Regions from separate parts of the Rattus norvegicus genome. Here region 2 is linked to region 1. A link is a contact called in public Hi-C data. All regions are on one chromosome and are shown on one strand. Each heading gives the region's core, a stretch centred on a gene start, on an enhancer-like site or on the middle of the called end of the contact. The rest is flanking DNA. Distances are from core to core; before and after follow the strand shown. Region 1 holds the start of Rbpms (RNA binding protein, mRNA processing factor). Region 2 holds the start of Gsr (glutathione-disulfide reductase).

Evidence for each region. Hi-C and Micro-C count contacts between places; a contact is called where the count stands out from the background.
Region 2: a contact with region 1 is called in a Hi-C map of liver, with 3 times the contacts expected there. The contact joins the promoter of Gsr here to the promoter of Rbpms in region 1. A contact is called at or near these places in 2 of 12 Hi-C or Micro-C datasets (liver and mammary epithelial cells).

Annotation. Positions count from the first base shown.
Region 1 is chr16:64,941,116-64,945,869 of GRCr8, reverse strand. It overlaps Rbpms (RNA binding protein, mRNA processing factor), which reads right to left and starts at 3,261. Exons shown (of 7, transcript NM_001271244.1): 1 at 2,907-3,261. The coding sequence starts at 2,972.
Region 2 is chr16:65,226,451-65,230,662 of GRCr8, reverse strand. It overlaps Gsr (glutathione-disulfide reductase), which reads left to right and starts at 2,688. Exons shown (of 13, transcript NM_053906.2): 1 at 2,688-2,713.

The DNA of each region.
Region 1 (4,754 bases), core at 2,012-4,511:
GGGATTTAGCTCAGTGGTAGAGCGCTTGCCTAGCAAGCACAAGGCCCTGGGTTCGGTCCCCAGCTCCGAAAAAAAGAGAGGGAAAAAAAAAAAAAAGAATGTTCCTAAGTCCTAGATTTTTAATTCTGCACATAACTGTATCTTCATGAGCATATCAGTGTCATTACTGCAAAGAAAGCTAGCAGAGGCTTAGGGGTAAAACGTGCTGATTGAGAAGAGGAACTGGTTTCAAACAGAGGAGGGAAACAAAGCCTTGAATTCTCCAATGTAGGAGAAAGTCTAAACCCAACAGTCATCTAGGAGAGCAACCGTTTTCTCTTATTGATAGTTGGATTCACTTTTCAAACTCGGTTCAGTGGCCACCAGAAATTATAAGCATATATCCCTTCTCTTTTCTTCATGTACATATGTATACATTGTGTGTGTGTGTGTGTGTGTGTGTGTGTGTGTGTGTGTGCGCGCGCGCGCGCGCTCTATTTACTAGAGTCCACTCCAAGGCTCTCCAATGTGTTGGAACAGTTTGCTGATCCACTGGGTGGGCAGGGAATGGGTCCAGTGCTGTGGTTTTCTATAATGACAAGCACATTAATGGGACTCACCAAATACTCTATTTGTTTTACTTGTGGCTTTCAGGGTCATGGAGGGGGAGGGGGAGGAATTTCTCAAAAACCAAGTATACACAGAGAGCAGAGAATTATGATAAAATTACCTGGATCACTCAGACCAATTTTCTTTCCCTGTATTTCTATTATGCTACCTAGCCAGGTGTGGTGATAAATGCCCTTAATCCTAGCACTCTTAGGCCGGAAGGCAATTTCAAAGCCTGACTGGGAGACCCTACTTATAATCAAAATGTATAAAATAGTCAGAGTGTGTGCCTGGTGTGCCTATGGGCCTGGGTTCACTGGAAACAAAGGTCAAGTAACTAAAGGTCACTTATGACAGTGTCTGTAATTTACACATTTTTACACACTCCCACCAGCACACAATCAAAGCTCTGAAATCTTCCTGCTAGGTCATATTTCTCCAAGAATGAGTGTGTACCAGGAAAGAGTTAACACCTACCAGAATCACATGCTGCTCCTACCTGACTGGGAACACAGGGCAACAAGGTAAATAAGGCAGAAGATTGCACTAGCCCAGCCCAGCCCGGCCTTTACTTACTAGATGAGATCACCAGGAATAGAGGACCTTAGTGCGGCCAGCATTTTCAGCTGAGATGGCAAGAGTAAAATCTGATTTGCCATAATTTTAAGTCCAGTGGGTATGGGACTTGGAGACAAATCTAATGTTCTGTACCAAAACTTTGAAAACAAACAAACAAAACAAAACAAAAACCAAAAAACAAAACTATGGGGCTCTGTTATCTCCCAAAAATCATTTTCAAAGGACCAAATTGTGTTTTTCTTGTTGGTAGGATTGTTTTTCCCAGTTCCAACTTTTCTGAGCCAGATAAAGGAAAAAAAGATGGTTTCCTAGGACTATCTTTTAGCAGGCTAAAGGTATTACTGATCATAAATGAGCTACCTTCTGCTAATTAAAAAAAAAACAAAAACAAAAACAAAACTAAACACCAGCAATTTCTTTAACAGTTTAACTGGTCAGGAAATAAACGGAAAAACAGCCGGAACTTGCTGCCGGCCCCTGCTTTGTTATAAAACAGCATACGCGAAACTTTCCGAAGCAGTATTTGCTGATAAAATAGGTAATTTCTTCAGGTGGAGATGCGATTTTCAGCTAGCCCATTCATTTAGGGCGCACCACCTCCCAAGTGTGGTATGCTCTATTTTGCACTGATTCGCATACGTTTAATCTCTCCTGTCTTCCCCGTTTAAACAGTTCCCATTTTACCAGTGGATAGTTCCCGCGGGTCAGGGAGTTGGGTGGATGGATGAACTCTTTCAATGTTTGGTTTCACTCTCGGTCTAAGTTTGCACAAGTGTCTAAATACTGTCACCATGCTAACTGCTTTGGACGTCAGTTCGGGTCGCTTTCATCCTCTTTATTAGGATGTAAATTACCTCTAAGAACACTTTTTACATTAGAGTGGGATGGGCAGTCTCCGCTTCTGCACTCAATTCTGGGAGACCTTAAAAAAAGATAAACACAATTTCTTGGACTCCAGATAACCCACTAGCAGCAGGAGTGAAGTCGAGACAGGATATCACAAAACCGACAAAATTCACGAGCCCCCATGTACACACCGGCGTTCTCAATGAGAAACGCACCACAGCTGCAAATTGTTTTCTATCATCATTCCGAGTGTGCCACATAAAGTTGTGGGTTTTTTTTTTCCCCTATTAAAAAAACACCCCCCACGCACCTTTGCTTTGGTGAACCCAAAGCTTTTAGTCCTTGTTATTCTACCCCCACCCCCACATTCGACATCTCCCAGGTTCGGCGGGGGTCTCGGACTCATCGCAGAAGAATGTGGCTGATGAGTTATCTATTAATCCAAAATGTCTCAGCTAAGAAGATATTTCACCCAGAACTTTTAACACGGAAAGGAAGGGAGGGAGGAAGGGAGGGAGGGAGGGGAGGGAGCTGGGGTCGGAAGTATCTTTTACCGAGAACTTTCCCAGAGTTTCTAGCTTCACCCTACCTCCCTCCCTCCTTCCCAATTTCCAGCCGCAAGGCGCAGAACCCAAGTCCTGACCCTCCCTGGTCCCAATCATCTGAGGTCACCCGGGAGTCAGCTCTCGATTCCGCTTTCAACATCCCGGGTAGACAAAGCTGAGCATTCTACTTACAAAAGTCTCGGGAAAGTCCTCAAAACTTATGCAATCATGGGAGGCACGCGGACGCGCGTGGACTCAGCCGGGAGCCCTCGGGACGCCGCGTCCCGTGGTACAACCACCCCCCCCCGCCCGTGCGCCCCGCACCCCCCAACCAGTCCCCCTCCGTACCTCCTCCTCCTGAAGGTTGGCCTCGCTCGGGGTGTTCTCCTTCTCGGCTTTGCCGCCGCCGTTCATCTTCCCGGTCCTTCGTCGCCGCGCGGGGCTGGGGCGCGGGGCTGGAGGCGAGGGCGCGCTCGCCCGCTGCTACCTTCCCCCCGGGGCGGGCTGCGGGGCTGGAGCCGGGCGGCACAGCGGAGAGCGGAGTCGGGCGGGGACCTCCGAGAGGCCGGGCGAGCCCGGGAGTCGGGACGCGGCCGAGGCGGAGGAGGCGAGGCGGCGGGCGCGGTTAGGACCCGAGCGGCCGAGGGCGCGCAGCTGGCAGGCTCTGGGCAGCGGGGCCGCACGCAGCGCGCTTTCTCTCGCCTTTCTCCCTCCTCCCCTCCCCTCCCAGCCCTCCCCTCCTCCCTCCGCCCTCCCTGGACGTGCGCAGCCAGCCGCAGCCCAGAGGGACGCGGCTCCGGACGGCGAAGCCCCCCGCGGGAGGAGGGGCGCGGGGCGGAGCGGTCGACCCCAGTATTGGGCTGGGTTGGGAGGGGGGGGTCACCGGGGTCAGGAGGCCGCAGGGACGGCAGGAGGAAGGGTCTGGACCGCCCCCTCTCTCTGCAACCCCTGGGACCTAGGCGTCCGGGCAGACCAGCGGTGGTTGGCGGCTTGAGGAGGGGACTGGGGCGTGGGGGGCAAGCCTTTTGCGGGGGCGCATGGACTGGAGCGCACTACTTTTGTTTGCTGGCTTTTCACGACGGATGTGCACCCAAACCCACCCTCCTTGGTAGTACCCGACAAGACTCGGTTCTTCCCGGGCCGAAAAGTGACGGACACGTGGGACAGCCCACCACCGAGCCTCGCTTTTGCAGGAGACCGCTTGCCACCCCACTGAGGGTGCCGGAGTCCAGCGAAGCCTCCCCCGGCCCCCCCCCCCCCCAACCTCGGCCGCTATCGCTCTCTAGGCTTCCGGCCGCCCCTGTTCAGACTCGCACAGCCGGCACCAGACTGTTCTGGAATCGTTTTGTTTACTTCACTCTTCGGGGAGCCCCTTCCTGGAATACAAAACTGCGTCCTGTTTATCTTTTTCACTCTGCCACAACTTAAGTAGGCTACCTGGAGTGTAGTTCTGGAGCGTAGTAGGTCCTCAATATGTACTTGTTAACTGAAAATCCCTCACAGCCCCTCAAAGGTCAGGACATTTACCTCTGGAGAAGCAAAACAATTATCCAACACTGGATGACCACATAGATCCATTTCCTCATCTATGAAATGTATATATATTTTTTCATACACATACATACATATTCTCCCACTGATGATAATATTATATATTATATATACATATATATAATCTCCCAGGATTTTAGAGATTATAGCTGGGGCGAGCCTCCACTCCTAAACTCATACTTGCACAATTGTGGTTTACAATAGGCGGAAGCTAGCATTATTATTAAGGAAGTTCCCATTTTCCTGGTCCTACAGAACTTTTCCAACAATAGATCCTGTCTGCTTCTAGACCGTGACTAGTTTGGACAGACCTTTAAAACCCACGGCTCAGTAGTAGATGGTGCCTGTCTCTCTGAGGAAGTTAGTCTGGCTTGCCGCACCAATCACGACTTATCATTTATGGCTTGGTTTAAATGTTTATCTCTTTCTCCCTGCTCGACATTCTTTACCCTTCCCTGCTCTGAGTGCGGTTGGAGGTGGGGTGAGGAGGGGGCGGGTGGGAGCTGAAGATAAGGACCCTGTCTTTAGGCAATTCAAAGTGGTGTTGTGGAGACAAGATACCCCAAACAACTCCAAGGCAACATAACCGCTGAGTCCTGGTTCAAATTATAAAAAGCAGGATACACGCAACACTGTTCTTCTGCT
Region 2 (4,212 bases), core at 1,439-3,938, 290 kb before region 1:
TTTTTTTTTTTAAAGATACTGTTTCTTTAAGAATGTATTTATTATGTATACAATGTTCTGTCTGCAGGCCAGAAGAGGACATCAGATCTCATTACAGATGGTTTGTGAGCCACCGTGTGGTTGCTGGGAATAGAACTCAGGACCTCTGGAAGAACAGTCGGTGTTCTTAACCACTGAGCCATCTCTCCAGCCCCAAGAGGCATGTTCTTATGACCCTTTGAATTAAAAAGCATTTCATTCCATCATACTTTAAAACACAGTCTTGCTGCCTATCCTCAAACTTGTGATCTTTTCACCTCTGCCTCCAAAGAGCTGGTATTACAGAGTCTGCCACCCCGGCTGTCTCTTTATTCTTGTTTTCCTTCTTAATTTATTTTGGAGACCAGGTCTGGTCTTAAACTCACTTTGTAGCAAGGAAGACTCCTAATCCTATCTCTAGCACAGGTTGGCTTTCTTTTTATCTTAAATGTTGCAAGGTACTTTTGAAAAAAGACCAAGGAGAAGGCATCTGCTACACAAGCATGGAGACCTGAGTTCAGCTCCCCAGTGTCTGTCTGGAGCAGCACTGGGAACTCCCTGCTGGGGACTAAAGGAGATGGGCAGGTTCCTGGCAGCCTCTGTTCAGCCAGTCTGGCCAAATTGATGAGATCCAGGTTCTGAGAGAGAGAGAGAGCCTGTCTAGAAAATTAAGGTGGCAAGTGATTGAGGAAGAGTCAGTCCTTGGTTCCCCGCATGCATACACCCAGTCACTCACACGTACGTGCGTGTGCATTCATAGTACACACACTTAAAAAACACCATATATTTAGATTTAGAATAAGGATGGTAGTCATTTCTAAAGCGTCCTTTCAAATGCATTGAATTAGACATCAAATAGATGAAAGGAATTAAGTATAGCGGTAATTTCCTCTGGATTCATCTTCTAGGGTCTAAGTCCTCTCTCTTCATCTATCTATCTATCTATCTATCTATCTATCTATCTATCTATCTATCTATCTCCTCTCTTCATCATCTATCTATCTATCTATCTATCTATCTATCTATCCATCCATCCATCCATCCATCCATCCATCTACTCATCCACCCACCCATCCATCCATCCATCCGTCCATCCGTCCGTCCATCCGTCCACCCACCCATCCATCTATAGCTATAGGACCTTCTTATGTAGCTCTGGCTGTCCTGGAACTCCCCATGTAGACCAGGCTAACCCGGGACTCACAGAGATCCGTTCGACTCTGCCTCCCTAGCGGAGGAATGTAGGTCATGAGCCACCGCTGCCAATTTTAAATTCAGTTTCCTAACAAAGCGGCCTTACAAACTGCCTTGGAGAGTTTCTCACAGTACCGTGTGCTTCTTGCTAACTTCTGGTTTAAGCTTTAGTCGTTCTCTAGTCTCTTCAGTTTTCACCCTGAGCCTCGACACTGGACTACTGAAATCATGTAGTAAGTTCGCATATCACTGGCCTGCCAGACAGCTGGAGCTACAGAGCTGTGAGACCGCATGGGAGCTGGGGGCGGAACTCTGCTGTCTGGAAGAGAAGCCAGTGCTCTTAATTGCCGAGCCACTCGGCACCCCCTTTATTTTATAAAAAGCAGGAAGGTTGCGTAAGTGAAATTGCCTCACAAGAGCACGTTTCTCATTACTTAGCAGTATGTTATCCTGATCTTTAGGACGAGGCGGTGCCAGCAGAAAAGTTGCTTTTTTTCCCTTTTGTGATCAAGAAGGGATGTGTGTGTGTGTGTGTGTGTGTGTGTGTGTGTGTGTGTGTGTGTGTGTGTGTTTACATAACTCCACCTATCTGTGTAACTTTATCCCCATCAAACTTTAACCCGGTGATCTTAGCAACCATTGGTAGTTCCTAACAAAGTCGCTTTCACTGTGACCTTGCTAATGTTTTCAAACTGTTATTCTGTCTACATTTATTACAGGGTACTTTGCCAGAAAGGAAAAAAAAAAATCTTCCTTTTTCCTTGATGATCTTGAATCAACGTTCCTTCTACCTCCAGCTCCCAAGTCATGTTACTTTTTAGGCAGAAAACAAGGAAAACAAAAAAAACCCAAAAGCCTTTATAAATTGTATAGCATTCTGGTTCACATCCTGCTTGGAGTGTGGGGCCTAGCGGCCTTGTGTTGTGTTCCTCAGTTCTTTGCTGTGGGGCTCCCAGCCTTGTGCTTATGTGAAGTCTTTGTCTTTAAACGTCATCTACGGATCACAAAAACCATTTCTCATTATTCCAGTCGTTCTTCCGAGTGCAAGTGCCCTGACAGAGGAACGTGGGTTAAGGCCTGCAGGAATCGGAGAGGCTGGGGACCGGGAAACAAAACGTGCACGTCTCCGGTCTCGGTCCACGCGCTGCGGGGCGGGTGCCGGTGGGAGGCGGGGACAGGGGCCCTCGGGCGCGGCCCGCCGCCGGTGCTTAGTCACGGCGACGCTGCACCCCGCTCCCCGCTCGCACTTCCGCGCATGGCGCTACTGCCGCGGGCGTTGGGCGTGGGCGCGGCCTGGAGCCTGCGGCGGGCGGCGCGCGCGCTCACCTGCGCCATGGCGAGTCCCGGCGAGCCGCAGCCCCCGGCCGCCGCCGCCGCCGCTGCTTCCTTCGACTACCTGGTGATCGGCGGCGGCTCGGGCGGCCTGGCCAGCGCGCGGCGGGCGGCCGAGCTCGGCGCCAGGGCCGCGGTGGTGGAGAGTCACAAGCTGGGCGGCACTTGCGTGAGTACCGGGGCCCTCGGGCCGCGAAGGCTGCACACCTTCTCCCGGCCTCTGCGTGCGGCGCCCAGGGTGCTTCCCCACTCCCGGGTCCCGGTCCCAGGAGGTGGCGGGAAAGAGGGTAACGCGACCGAGTCCGCCAGTGTGCACAGGTGCAGTGCTAACGCCAAGACTTCAGCCAAGCTTAGCTGCCGGGCGTGCAACTCTGCCTGCGGGGGAGTATCGCATCCGGCGCTGGAGCTAGGGAAACAGGACTGCCTCTGGGAAACTATTGGTGGCGTGGGCGAGGGGAGCAATGGAGGGCTCTGGCATGGAGGAGTGTGTATGGGGGTGTGGGATCGGGTCTGATCTTCTAGTTCAAGGGCAAAGAAATAGGTAACAGTAGTTCTCAACTTTGGCTGCGCATTGAAAGGAACCCGGTGAAGAATTGAAGTTCTGCTGTTCCTGCGCGGTGCGACGCGGAGGTTAGCAAACTCAGAAACACTCAGTTGATCCCAAATGCAGCCAAGGCTACCTCCAAAGAGAATCCTTAAGGGGTTTCTCAGGACCTTATGATACCGTTTATTGTAAATTGGGGGACAGGTTTTCAAATTAAACACACACACACACACACACACACACGAAAGAAAGAAAGAAAGAAAGAAAGAAAGAAAGAAAGAAAGAAAGAAAGAGAAAAAGAGAAGGGTAGTAAATCTTTAGATTGCAAGACTTCATACTTCATACTTTTAAAACACTCGCATACCCACACTAGTGTGGCCTTTTCCTATCACAAGATCTAGGCAGGGTTCTTGTTGATGATTGAAAACGCTGAAATCCAAGAGTCACCCGGGACTGGGGATAGTTTCCCTAAATGCCTTTGAGGGCGTTTACATTCTACTAAATTGGGAACTCCTTAGGGGCAGGGGCGGGTTCTGATATTTGTGTACTGCTTGTCGCCTTAAAATACCTTGCTCAACAGCTAGTTATGAAATGAATAAAGCCAGAGATGAGGAGCTGTGAGCATGCCACGGCTGAAAATGAGCGCGGTGCGTGTGTGTGACGAGAAAGGAAGCGCCGTTGTTAATGATTGGTTTGCACTTTGACACTTGTCTGGAAAAACTGGAAATCTCTGCAGAAGGCAGAGGGAAGGGTGTGTTGCGCGGCGCCTGCTCCCTTCCCCCTCCACAGATGGTGGGCGTTTGTCAGTTCTCAACTCTGCACTCCTCGGCTTTTGTTTTTCTCCCTCCTTATCACATCACCGCGGATTTGTGACATCTGTCATTGCTGGTTCTGCTGGCGTTAATCAAGAAGGGGCTGGCTGGGGTTTGATATCGGAGTTGGAGGCCAGCCTTGTCTACAGAGCAAGCTCTAGGACAGCCAGGGAAATCCTGTCTTGGGGGCGTTAGAAAAAAGGTGAAGACAAACTTTTTCCGAGAGCAAGCAAAGGATGCCCAGAGTGACGTCATTTGGGACCAGTGGTCCACCGGGCCTGCCCAGTTCATCATTCTGCAGCCGGCGGCCAT